2 separate regions of the Bombyx mori genome follow, and region 2 is linked to region 1. The links are chromatin contacts, called in public Hi-C maps. All regions are on one chromosome and are shown on one strand. Each heading gives the region's core, a stretch centred on a gene start, on an enhancer-like site or on the middle of the called end of the contact. The rest is flanking DNA. Distances are from core to core; before and after follow the strand shown.

Region 1 (6,960 bases), core at 1,535-4,034:
TTAAACATAATAGTATGATGTTGAATGGGCCTGACTAGATATAACAGTTTTATTTGTATGTATGTTTGTTTGTTTTGTTATATGTCTGTTTCAGCATTACACAAAGATTACTAATTCAGTTCTCATGAATCTCTGATGTTTTTAAATTCAGTATTAATCTTAGAGATTGGTCAAAAATTTAATTTTTTTCATAATATTCTTGAACCTGAACTATGGCGATCATTTTGAGTATGTTCATTACACGTCCTTACGGATCCATCAGATCCAATAACTCTTGCATTAGATACCTTCAGCTCTAACACTAGGAGCAGGCTGAGGAACCCCGGTAACCGTACTCGTCGAACTCGACAAAGAGTTCGCCGTGCAACCTAACCCATGAATCAGCTCGCTGAGTTTCTCGCCGGATCTTCTCAGCGGGTCGCGATTCCGATCCGGTAGTAGATTCATTCGCGAAGCAGCTGCTCTTGAGCTGTTAGGTTTCCTTCGGAGGCGCTCGGGTAGCTGTTAGCAAATCCCACCCCTCCTGGCTGAGCCTTTGCTCGCCCACCTGTCCTGGTGAAACTGGAAAGGCCTCCGGGCCACCAGTAATTCTTCAATCAAAAAAAAAAAAAAAAAGTATGTTCATTTAATTCTAAATTTAAATTGGGTAGAATCAGGAGTGATACCGGGTTGTAAGTAGGAACCATAAAGATGACAATAACTTAATGAACGAGTGCACTGAATTTGTTTTTACTTTAATAATAGAATGCTTATATAAAATCTTTGGAAATTTACAAACTATATAGGTACATTGTCACGCATATCACTGAGCCTATTCTTCAGCTCTCCTCATTCATGGTAAAAATTGGGAGAATTGTCTAGACAGTTAGACTAGTACTCCTAAGAGTACCGCTATTCATGAAGGATACATCTTTCTGTCAGTAGCCTTAAGTATTTTCGTGTAAGCTTTTATACGTTGTGTTTAATAAACTATACCGAAGTCCCTTGTATATTAGAATTTTGGTTGTTATAATTTTAATATTGAGAATTAATATCCACCATACACATTTATGTTTGTCAGGAAATTGAGACATATGGACCGTTTATTTTGAAAGTGTTGTAAGTACATTTTTGAGAAAAATGAGCTATTATGCAATTCATGCTTAATTTAATGTAATGTTTTTTTTATATATAACTAGTCCGTGTCTAATTTCTCAAGAAAATCCCATGTTTTGTACAACTTAAAATCGGTCGGTAAATGAAATTGCATAATGATCGATTCTGAAAGTGGTGTAAGTTCAATTGACAGAGGTAGGTGGCATAACCAGACCTCATATGATTTGCCTGTATTTTTAAATCAACAAATATAAGTAACCTTTAATTTTCTCGAAACAAAAGAAAATGGACTTACACCACTTTCAAAATAAACGGTCCATATGTTTTGTTAATATCACGACGGTTAGCTATATAGTTTACTTAGTAGTGTTACTGTTAAAGGTTGACAAATATGCACATATAAAATGGCATGTACAATAAAAAATTACCCAAAACTCTATTTTCATCAAAGCCAATAATAACACTGTAATTTCTATGATGATAATGCCCAACTGTGAGCATACGAAAACGTTTAAAAAAATTAAATGGAAAATATTCGTAATTAATATTTTGTTGGTCGTATGTGTTGTGAGCCAATACAGATGGGCGTCAGAATTTGAAGAGTAAGAATATGCTATCAATACTTTCATCTCATCGCTTTTGTTCTCCACGGTATGTCTACGGGCAGCAGGCTTGACCATTTATATAATAATATAATATTTAACATTTAAGTGTAATAATATTTCCATTTATTTGTTTTTGTACTCTATTTGGTTCCAAGAGACAGGCCAGTCACCAAAACTAAAATCTACATGGATCACTCACAATATAATGCTCTTAATCATTTTTGCTTAATTTATAGTATTCCATTACAGGGATGTCAAGCTTAATACATACTGGTGAGCCTGGACAACAATATTCTTCATTTTAAAGGGCCATATCGCATTGACTCCAATACAACTGTAACTTCACCTGACATCCTATGTAATATTTTTTAAAATTGTAATTTACTCATTGGAAAATCAACATTTGTAATAAAAAATTTTTTAAACTTGTACTTATATAAGTTTGTAAAGTAAGAAAGGTAAAGGAGATAATTACTGACAGGTTAAATTTGATGGCAAAGTTGAATATTTGTATTTATGGCGGGCTTGCGCTTTGTATTGTAATTTTGAATTCTGAATTGCCGTAATCACTTTGTTGTGGGAAACAAAAGGAAGAGGGAAAACAAGGAACAGAAATATAGCCAGGAAGAGCAGAAATAAACAAAATATAATGTTTTACTTACGCAATTCCACCTCACGCCCGATGTAATTCATCAAAACAGCCTAAGGAAAGTTTTATATTTAGCACGAACGTTGTCAAAAATAGAAGTTGCTACTCAGTGTTAACACGGAAAACAAATCACATAATGTTCATGTAACCAAAACACAAAAAATGTTCGCGCGGAACTTAAGAAGCGAAAAGTCGAGGAGGTATGGTGAAAAAATATTTGCAGTCAGTTCAATCACCGTTTATCAGCACATTTTAATGTCCGCTTAATTGTATAGATGAATTAACACGATGGCTCGCAAAAAGCTGGAGCTCATGCCTGAAACCACCGCGTACGCGAATTACGAACAAAATCACCTCGTTTTCGCGATATCACAAAATAAAATGAAATGTGAATGACATGTATTTTTGACATGCGCACTCCATTGCGAATTTTATGCTGCCATCTATTGGTGGCTATCACTTAAAGCTCAGTAAATAAAATTTCAACAGTTCATTTAGTAAAGCAAAACAAACCATAGGTGGTGCTGCATTTTTAGTTTTCCTACTCATCAACAGGTGGCGAATTAAGCAAAGTAAGTTTATACTTGAGACCTTAGAACTTATATCTAAAGATGGGTGGCGCATTTACGTTGTGGATGTCTATGGACTCCAGTAACCACTTAACACCAGGTTGTAAGCTCGTCCACCCATCAAAGCAATAAAAAAAAAGTACCTAATTAAAATTAAAATGCTAATTTCTTTCAAAACTTCACAATATTTATGATTTTCTTTGGATAAGGACCGTGGTAGCTTAAATAAATTAAATAAATCAATAAAAACCATAATCCATTTTATCTAAACAAACATATCTATCCTAACATATAAATCTACAGTGGTTTTTACGGATGTTCCGTTATAACTATTGAACCACGCATCCGATTGACTTGAAACTTGGTATCCATGTAGAAAATACATGTACTTAATGGATAGGCTAATATTTATATGAGTGTTGGACTCCCTAATAATAATGACAATGATTATGTTAATTTTAAATGCCCAGCGAAGCGGGCGAGTACGGCTAGTAAATTTATAAATGGACAAGATAGCCTACACACACATACACAGTAAAGGCTACGTTAAATAAATTTTAGATAAAACTTAGTTGTCGCAATATTGCCATGACTACGTATATCGCAATGCCGTTCAAATACCACACATTGGTCCCAAAAATACGAATGATCCAACAACGCGTGGTCGTAAACACGGACAAACGATTTGTGGCGATGTGGCATAACGATGCGAATATAATGCGGTCCAGTGTGCTTAGGGCGAGTTTTTTTAAAGTTCTTGATAGCGTAAAAGCTAACTTAAACTTGTATGGAGCTACGCTTGCCTATATTTGGTGCTAGCGGCGCTGTTCTAACTGCAAGAGAGAGAGAGATTATATTAAAATGGTTTCTGCAAGGGAATGGGAAGCACTAGTCTTGGTAAAACTAGTGTTAACGTGTTCTCGCAGGTTGAGCCAATTTTTTTTTGGGTAGGGGATCGAACCTCCCTGCCTCCGGCGAAGGTCAAGAAGAAATGCCATCATCGTGAAAAGTGCGACTGGTTGGCGATGTTACGCGTCCCGATCTGGCAGGCTGGTTCTGACCCAGCGTGGTATCTGGGGACAACAGCTGCATGGGCCACACGGCCTATGTCCAGAGCTTTTGAAGACTTCGCTTCGAAGGCTTCGGCTTGAGGGCTCCGTCGACTGGGCGAGAGTGCAGGGTAGTCATTTAGTGAGTTGGGCCCTAAATTCCATGCTTTGTACCCATGATCCTCTTCTAATATCAGCGGATCGTCCAGTCGCACATGCGCACCCTAAGGTAGGAGTTCATAATCCATACACTGTATAACTGTAGCTTTTACATACTCTTAATGATAAATAGCCCACTGAGTTTCTCGCCGGATCTTCTCAGTGGGTCGCGTTTCCGATCCAGTGGTAGATTCTGCAAAGCACTGCTCTTGCTACGGCCAGTGTTAGCAACACTCCTGGTTTGAGCCCCGTGAGCTCACTTACTCGACCGGTTACGCTGACATAGCCTCACAAGGCTATCAGCTTAGGTAGGATTTTTTTTTTATAAAATCACGAAATGCCACATCAAAATAATTTTCATATTCGGTGTATTGAGTTAGCTTAGACCTTCTAGGAAACGGAGGACAGGTAAAATGACGTCACTCCGACTTAATAACAAAACTGGCTTTCAACTAGCTAACATTTCACGACGCGGACACCGCAACAACCCGTCTAAGTAGTCTAGTAATGGAATACGAACACCTACCTTATCGCCATATACTTAAAGATACGTTTTGTGTTCATTTCAAGTTGTTCTTATGATGTTTCGTGTTGGAATTTGTGATTTTAGCATTCGGCCAGCGTGTTTAGCTTTGCAATCTGTAATGTAGGCAGAGATACCTATTTAGTTTTTGATTTCGGCTTGCTCGTCTAGCTTATTTTTCACTATAATATTAATCATCTTAGGCCTTACAGCCCAGGGTGGGCCTTAGCTTGGTCTAGTATGTATCTCCAGACTGCTCTGCTCAGGTTTTTTTTTTTCCTACCTATGCTGATAGCCTTGAGAGGCTATTTCAGCTTCACCCTAACGTTAGTAGGTGAGCTCGCGGGTCTCAACCGGAGAGTTGCTAACACTGACCCTAGCAAGAGCAGGGCTTCGCAGAATCTACCACCGGATCGGAAACGCGACCCACTGAGAAGATCCGGCGAGAAACTCAGTGGGTTGTGTCTATGGGTGAGTTCGCTCGTTGAGCCCTTCGTCGCAAGCGACGGGTTCGACGAGGACGGTGACCGGTGCTTGTGGTGCCTAAAAGCACCGTTAATGGATCAGGAGGATCCGTAATGACGTGAGTCTGCTCAGGGCTTTCTCCTTCCAGTTCTTGGCACCGATAACTTTGAGGTTAACTTTTCTAAGCCATCCAACCGTCGGAATTGGGATCTGCAACGACTTCTGTGGCCCTCTGGTTTCCCATATGGTAGGTGTCCATCATTGGCGTCCAATTTTTATAGTTTTTATGATATTAGGTTCTTTGTAAATATCTTACCACTCGTTGTTATATGGCGTCCTCAATATATCTATACTAATAATATTATTAAATACTTGAAAAAACTCTTGAATTTAATGCTGACACGTATCACCTTTTTATTGATTTTAAAGCTGCCTACGACAACATAAGCCGTAATTTCCTATACCAGGCTATGCATGAGATTGGCGTACCACCGAAGCTTATATCTTTAACAAGGATGACACTGGTTGCATCGCAAAGCATTGTTAAGATCCAAACAGACCTATCGGATCCTTTTAGAACCCATGATGGACTAAGGCAGGGTGATGCCCTCTCCTGCCTTCTTTTCAATGTTGCACTCGATAAGTGTATCCGTGACTCAGCAATAGAGACGACGGGCAATATATATTACAAATCCGCTCAAGTACTGGGATATGCGGATGATATTGACGTCATTGGCAGATCAGCTCTCGCAGTAGAAAGTGCGTACCTTGCTCTCGAGGCCTCGTCTCTCGAAGCCGGTCTCCAAGTAAACGCAGACAAAACTAAATTCCTGAGGGTGTCGAGGGACTTACGTGAGGACACAGCGCATAAAAATATTGGCCAGCATACTTTTGGATCTGTGAATGAATTTGTATATCTTGGTTCTCTGATAACGAATAATAATAATATAACAGCAGAAATAGTTAAGAGAATACTGTCGGCGAATAAATGCTACTTCGGCCTGCTTAAATATTTCTGTTCCAAAATTCTGTCACGAAATATCAAAATTCTTTTATACAAGACCCTACTGAGACCCATTCTTATTTATGGCTCAGAGACATGGGTACTCAGCAAAAAAGATGAGAACCGTCTACTTGTGTTCGAGCGTAAGATTCTAAGACGGATATTCGGTGCTGTGCGGGAAAACCAGATATGGAGGACGCGCTATAACCACGAGTTGTATGATGTTTACAAAGATCCTAACATCATAACAACTATAAAGATTGGACGCCTACGATGGGCAGGACATGTGGTTCGAATGGAGAGTACCAGAATGCCAAGACAATTGCTCTATGGCAAACCAGAGGGCCGCAGAAGTCGTGGCAGACCCAAACTTCGATGGTTGGATGGCGTGGAGCGCGACCTCAAAAATATCGGCGTCAAGAACTGGAAGGAGAAAGCCCTGAACAGAGCAGTCTGGAGAGACATACTGGACCAGGCTAAGGCCCACCCTGGGCTGTAAGGCCTAAGATGATGATGATGATGATGAATAATATTATTATAAAGCTGAAGAGTTTGTTTTTTTTAAACGCGCTAATCTCAGGAACTACTGGTCCGATTTGAAAAATTATTTCAGTGTTAGATAACACATTTATTGAAGAAGGCTATGTATAGGCTATATTATAACATCACGGTAAAGCCAATACAAGTAGAGCACCAATAAATAATGTTTCAAAATAGGGGTTTACACAGCTCCTTAACATTCTATAATTCAAAAATATTTTCACTTTCTACGTAAATGAAGTGGGGGGTAAAATTTAGCGTTATGTCAAAGTAACTATTCCACGCGGACGAAGTCGCGGGCAA
Region 2 (6,960 bases), core at 1,857-4,356, 36 kb after region 1:
AATTATAAATAAATAAATAAATAAATATTTACTAACAATCACGCCACGTTAACTGGTCCCGTGGTAAGTTCGTAAAGAACTTGTATTACAGGTACCAGATAACGGAAATAAATGTAAGATTTTTATTATACACATACATATATTTAATATACATCCATAGCCCGGGAAAAGACATTTTTATATTTATCATACAAATATCTTCTCTTGGCGGGATTCGAACCCGCGACCCCCTTGTGTAGTGACCATGTCACTTACCACTACACCAGACGGCCGTTAATTACGTGTACACTTACAACCATTTTTAATGTTACAAAAAATTATAAATTTGTAGTTATTTGTTAAGTGAATTTGTTAATATATTCCTTTGAATACTGTATAAGCTATTACATGTATGTATCTATGTAAAATGTAAAATTAAACATCACAAAATATAAATATATTTTAAATATACCCGCCGCAGTGATTTATTTTTACTAAAAGTAGGTACGTTATTGAAAACTATTAAGCTATTGCATAGCTTTTATCGCGGGCTTTGAGCGCGGCGACTGAATCAAAAAATTCCGTAACGAAAATAACCTGACACCCCCACTCCACCTACCATGTAGCGCGCGTTCAACACATTCACACGTTGCGCTTGTGTAGTGTTTGTGAATAAGCGCGCGGCGTGACGTCGCACTGCATCATGAAAAATCTGCCCGTCTCTCTTGAAATTCTACATCTATCCTTATAAGCGCTAAATATAAATACCTTTAAAATACTCATTAATAATGGAGTAGACTAATTAATTGATATGTCATTCATTGCGATTTCGTGTGTGGTTCATTGGTTCCGTATCAATAACCTATTATTGAATAGTAAGAAAACTAAATGTATTAAATTTACTTTAAAATGTATTAAACCATCTTTAAATGTGAGACAAGTGGATAGTGATGTAATTGTTTCTGAGGAATCATTGGAGCTTGTTGAGTCAACCGTATTTCTTGGTATAACAGTGGACTCCAAACTGCAGTGGGGACCTCATATCCATAAATTGGCGAGTAAGCTCAGCTCTGCAGCATACGCAGTAAAAAAAATTAGAATGTTAACAAACGCGGACACGGCTCGTTTAGTTTACTTTAGTTACTTCCACAGTGTCATGTCCTATGGCATTTTGCTATGGGGCAATGCGGCCGATGTAGAAATGATATTTATTCTGCAGAAAAGAGCTCTACGTGCTATTTATAACATGCACTCAAGGGAATCCCTGAGGGAGAAATTTAAAGAAATTAAAGTTCTCACTATGCCATCCCAGTACATTTTTGAAAATTTGATGTATGTTCGTAAACATATTGAGGAGTTTCCTAAACAGTCGGACATACATAATAGAAATACTAGGAACAAACACAAGCTTGTTGTGCCGATGAGTAGGTTACATAAGATACGAAATTCATTCGGGTGTTTGTCTGTGCGCCTGTACAACAAAATCCCACATGATGTTCAGAACCTACATATACATAGGTTTAAGAAAACTATTAAAGAACATCTGTGCAATAAAGCTTACTATAAAGTCAATCATTATCTAGAAGATTGCACAAAGTGGGAATGAGTTGCTCGCTCCGGGCATTTCAATATTGTAGTAATTGTTACGTTATAATACTCAGTGTAAAAAATTCATATTTAAAAAAATAATAATATTAAAAAATAAATAAATAATAATTCTATATGTAAAAAAAAAGACATGCCCGCTGAGTTTCTTGCCAATTCTTCTCAGGACGGAGGCTAGTTCTTGTGAATTGGCGGTAGTTCTTTTGACGTTCAACAAGTATGTACTTTCATTTATGTTGAATAAAATTTTTTTGATTTGATTTGATTTGATTATTGGTATATCATTTATCTCAATAATAATGAAGTTTTACTGGTGGTAGGACCTCTTGCGAGTCCGCGCGGGTGGGTACCACCACCCTGCCTATTTCTGCCGTGAAGCAGTAATGCGTTTCGGTTTGAAGGGTGGGGCAGCCGTTGTAACTATACTTGAGACCTTAGAACTTATATTTCAAGTTAGGTGGCGCATTTACGTTGCGGATGTCTATGGGCTCCAGTAACCACTTAACACCAGGTGGGCTGTGAGCTCGTCCACCCTTCTAAGCAATAAAAAAAAGTGGACTAATTGATATGTAATTCATTATTGGTATATCATTTATCATAGACACTTGGAGCTAGCTACAATCATATTTACAATAGTCTAAATTATTTACTTACGAATCTATATCTTTACTAATATTGTCTACTTAATATATTTTTACTAATATTGAAACTTGGTATCCATGTAGAAAATACATGTACTTAATGGATAGGCTAATATTTCTATGAGTGTTAGACTCCCTAATAATAATGACAATAAATAATTATGTTAATTTTAAATGCCCAGCGAAGCGGGCGAGTACGGCTAGTGATTTTATATACTCAATAACAAATTTTCGACAATTCGGCTTGATGAACAATGTATCTAATCATCACGTCAGTTCTATTAATGACGCGTGATTGAGAAGTGGCTTTAAGATCACGACTTATCAGAGCTTTTAGATAAAAATGTTTCTTGATTATGTCAAAAGCTAGACAAGCAATGCGGTTCAGGTTTAAAGCATCACCTTTTGTAGAAAGATCTAGAATGACTGCTGACGAATTTCTCAATGATTCCCTGTAGCTTCCAGGAGCACTTGTATGCTTTCTTTAAAAAATATTAGTCAATCCATTGTTAGCGGCTGGTTCCACTTTGACGTAGTTACCGTAAGGAGTGCTAATTGTCTGGGGCCCGGCGGCGTATGGATCCATTAGCACATTCGTGTTCACATCTTGAACGCCCGCAGCGCCATCTCTGTTCCAGGAGGCTAAAAGTAAAAATATATTACAGCGCCACCTATTGTTAAATGGATGAACTACACGAAAAATTATGATTTGTGGACTCGTCCGCAATTACGCAATGGATATTTGAATATTGTAAATAAACAACTGGTATTATAGTTAAATAATTTAATTTAATAAATGTATAATTCTTTCTATAACGTATTGTGTCTTGAAATAAACAGATGCAACGTAGTTACGCTATTGGGCGGTAGATGTCGCTTATTTATAGTATTTTCTAGCTTTTCTTACTTAGCGCGCTGTCGCCGTGGAGCTCGTGGTGTCCGTTGTGTATGTGCAAATGTATCTCCTTTTGGTGCGCGTGCGGATACGGGGTCTCCCAGGCCACGCTGTACTGGCCTTTGGCGCCGAACAGAGCCCCAAGCTGCAAATAATACGATCGATATAAGCGCGAATGAAATTCGTAACGTCACGATTCTCGAAGATAATCAGAGACGTGGGGACCAGTGTGTTTAGTGCGAGTTTTTTAACGTTCTCGATAGCGTAAAAGTTAACTCATATTTGTATGGAATGGGATCGTTTGCGTACGTTTGCCGCTAGGGGCGCTGTTTCAACTGCATACAAAATTGAGTAATTTTTTTTATTGGTTAGATGGGTGTACGATCTCGCAGCCCTACTGGTGTTAAGTGGTTACTGGAGCCCATAGACATCCACAACGTAAATGCGCCACCCGCCTTGAGATATAAGTTCAAAGGTCTCAAGTATAGTTACAACGGCTGCTTCACCCTTCAAACCGAAACGGATTACTTCTTCACGACAGGATTAGGCAGGGCGGTGGTATAATTTTTGCGAGTTTCATTTTTATTACACGATGTTATTCCTTCACCGGGGAAGACAGTCGCGAACATTTGTTGAGTACGTATTTCATTACAAAAATTAGTACCCGCCTGAGATTCGAACACGGTGCATCGCTCAACACGAATGCACCGGACGTCTTATCCGTTACGCCACGACGACTTCAAGTTAAATTTTACGCTATCGAGAACATTAAATAACTCGCACTATTCAGAAACAATACATATTGTGGTTCTGGATAAAACACCTTTGGCTAATGATGGTCGCCATCGACGAAAGCGCCATCTACAAATTCAATAAACGTCATACGTCAAACCACATTGACAGCATAAACGTCATTCTATGTCATTTGTGTCACTTCATATTATTCATAACTTTCTAACGTGACGAACTATCAGCCTTTTTTGTAAAATCGAGGGTATACGAAATAATACACCTTTTTTGTAAAATCGATAATATGAGTCGTCTATTATCAAAGGCGGCAATCTGTGCATTTGGACAACAAAATTTTATTGATATGTCAATACAGATTGATTTGAATATAATCGTCTCCTTCAAAGAATACGGTTCAAAACCTGCATTAAATAAAGGTTAATAGTTAACCTGTTATTTATCTAAGATGTCGTTCCGAAGAGTTTTGTGACTGCCGATGGAATACAAAGTCAATAATTCGTTTTTCTGATTTACCAATCATTGTCCAAAAGTCAGATTGCCGCCTTTGATAATAGTCGACTCATATACGAAATTATACAGTAAAACGAATTCTCTTTTGGATATCCTCCGTTCCTGCGTCTACACGCACTAACTATAACTAAGCACACAGGATATTGGAATACGAAAACGGGCCCGCTCCTTACATATCACGTGTTAGGTTACACTCACACGTCATATGACAAAGAAAGCCACTTTCACCGGACTTGCGAGTAAAAAACAAAAACCAAACACAAAATGAATCAGTCGCCCAGTTAATTAATATAGCGCAAAAAATGTACTCTAACCTCAAAATTCTCATTTAGATTCTTCACTAAAAAATTTTATACTAAATTAACTTTTGCCCGCGACTTCGTCAGCGTGGAAATAATTCATAAATCGTCTTTTCGCATTAAAAGCGTACAATCTCCAAAAATATTCGAAATTGATTTGATATATGCGGAATCATTTGGTTATAACCAGTATTTTTCTAATAAATACTGTCAAAAGAGCGTAGTTAAGTTTTTGTTTTTTTTTTGTTTTTTTGTTTACCTATGTTTTGACTACTATTAACAAAATTAAGACATAAATTTATATCTTACTTTAAAAGACAGATAATGTAACTGGTACAAAATAAAAAATAAATGTTGCAAAGATGATTAAATATTAAAAATATCGCATGTTAAACCTTTAAAACAGTCTCCTGTAAAATTAGTAAGTTTTGAGATTATACAGTTTTAATGCGAGAAGACGAAATAAGGCTTTATTTTAGAACAAATTTGGTTAGCATAAAAAACGTTATAGTGAGCCAACCTTAACATATAGACATATGCTGTCGCAGACTTTTTTTAGATCTTTTAAAGGGGAACAATTCAGTCATACATTATTTTAGCGAAACTTTAACCGTTTCTGCAGCGCACGCAGCGGAAGCTCTCAAAAGGAAAAAAATAAACCCGATTTTGAAACATTCTTTATCGGTACTCCGCTTGTATTGGTCTTAGCGTGATGTTATATAGCCTGTAGCCTTCCTCGATAAATGGGCTATCTAACACTGAAAGAATTTTTCAAATCGGACCAGCAGTTCCTGAGATTAGCGCGTTCAAACAAACAAACTCTCAGCTTTATAATATTAAGTATAGATATATAATTTCTGTAAATTTTTGAAATTACGTTCATCTCACGTCAAGATATAAAAATATATTATTATTAGTATTCGTTATTTTCATAAATTAACATACTAAGCGTTATTTTCGAAAGTATAATAAAAAATAAATAATTAGATTTTGAAAAATAAAAATTAACATTGACCTATGAAAGTGCCGAAAAGGAAATTGAACACAATATTATTTCAGTTTAATTAACATATTATATATATATAATTGGGATCATGGCACATAAAATAAGATCCGGTGTTGTACTTTTAATGTTCTTTTCTGAAATCTTTCCCTATTATAATAATTAAAAATTAAATGACACCTTTTTTACGCTTTGTTTGTTCAATCGTCTTCGCCATGTTTCTTTTCTCTGTCATTCTTTTATACTTTCTTACCGTTTTTTGTCACTAATTTTTTTCCTAGTTATTCTCTGGTACCTAGCCTATACAGTGCGTTAATTTACATATATGGGATTATAGGGGATATGTTCCTAGGTATGGTCGTAATATTTTTTTATTTTTTTTTTAATGCTTAGACCTGTGGACGATCTCACAGCCCACCTGGTGTTAAGTGGTCACTGGAGCCCATAGACATCTATTACGTAAATGCGCCACACACCTTGAGATATAAGTTCTAAGGTCTCAGTATAGTTACAACAGCTGCCCCACCCTTCAAACCGAAACGCATTACTGCTTCACGGCAGAAATAAGCGGGGCGGTGGTACCTACCCGTGCGGACTCACAAGAGGTCCTACCACCAGTAAATTAATAAGGTCTATTTTACTTTTTTATTAGTCCATTTGACGACGCGCTTACAAAGGATATTCGGTTGGGTAACTACATATTGGAATCTTTTTTATAAATATGTATGTACCGATGTATCGATTAGATCCGCGAATAGAGAAATCTTTAGCCGCGATTACAGGAATTGGGTCGCGTTTTTCTAATCCGCGTATAGTGAAAACGCGAATGTCGGAAGAGCGGATAAGGAGCTTTTAATGTACTTAAAAGAAATCATTACCTCTTAACAACAATTTCAATTCTTATTTGAATCACTCGAGGCTAATTACTATGGCTGTTTAATGAATCAGATTTGAGGGTAGTTACAAAATAGTAGTGCAAGGTAGAGGGGGAAGAGGTCGACCGAAGAAGACATGGATGGAGTGTGTTAATGACGTTAAGAGAGAGGGAGAGAAGTGAGACGGATTTGACGGCTGCTAGAAGAGAATGGAAACCCACAGACACAGCCCACTGAGTTTCTCGCCGGATCTTCTCAGTGGGTCGCGTTTCCGATACGGTGGTAGATTCTGCGAAGCACTGCCCTAGCTAGGGCCAGTGTTAGCAACACTCCGGCTTGAACCCCGTGAACTCACCTACATATTAGGGCGAAGCTGAAATAGCCTCTCAAGGTTATCAGCATG

Evidence for each region. A called contact is a pair of places that touch in the nucleus more often than the background predicts.
Region 2: a Hi-C map of posterior silk gland shows a contact between it and region 1, with 4 times the contacts expected there. The contact joins the enhancer-like site here to the promoter of LOC101745325 in region 1. A contact is called at or near these places in 2 of 7 Hi-C or Micro-C datasets (middle silk gland and posterior silk gland).

The regions. Positions count from the first base shown.
Region 1 is chr2:1,247,904-1,254,863 of ASM3026992v2, forward strand. It overlaps LOC101745325 (R3H domain-containing protein 2), which reads right to left and starts at 2,785. Exons shown (of 32, transcript XM_012689408.4): 1 at 2,363-2,785.
Region 2 is chr2:1,283,950-1,290,909 of ASM3026992v2, forward strand. LOC105841465 reads right to left here. Exons shown (of 4, transcript XM_012689400.4): 3 at 3,133-3,265; 4 at 1,038-2,867. The coding sequence ends at 2,710. Among protein-coding and RNA genes, the nearest start is that of Mir282, 14 kb to the left of the region's middle. Within about 2 kb of position 3,107, at least 8 of the 8 cell types and tissues checked have open chromatin away from gene starts, as enhancers often do.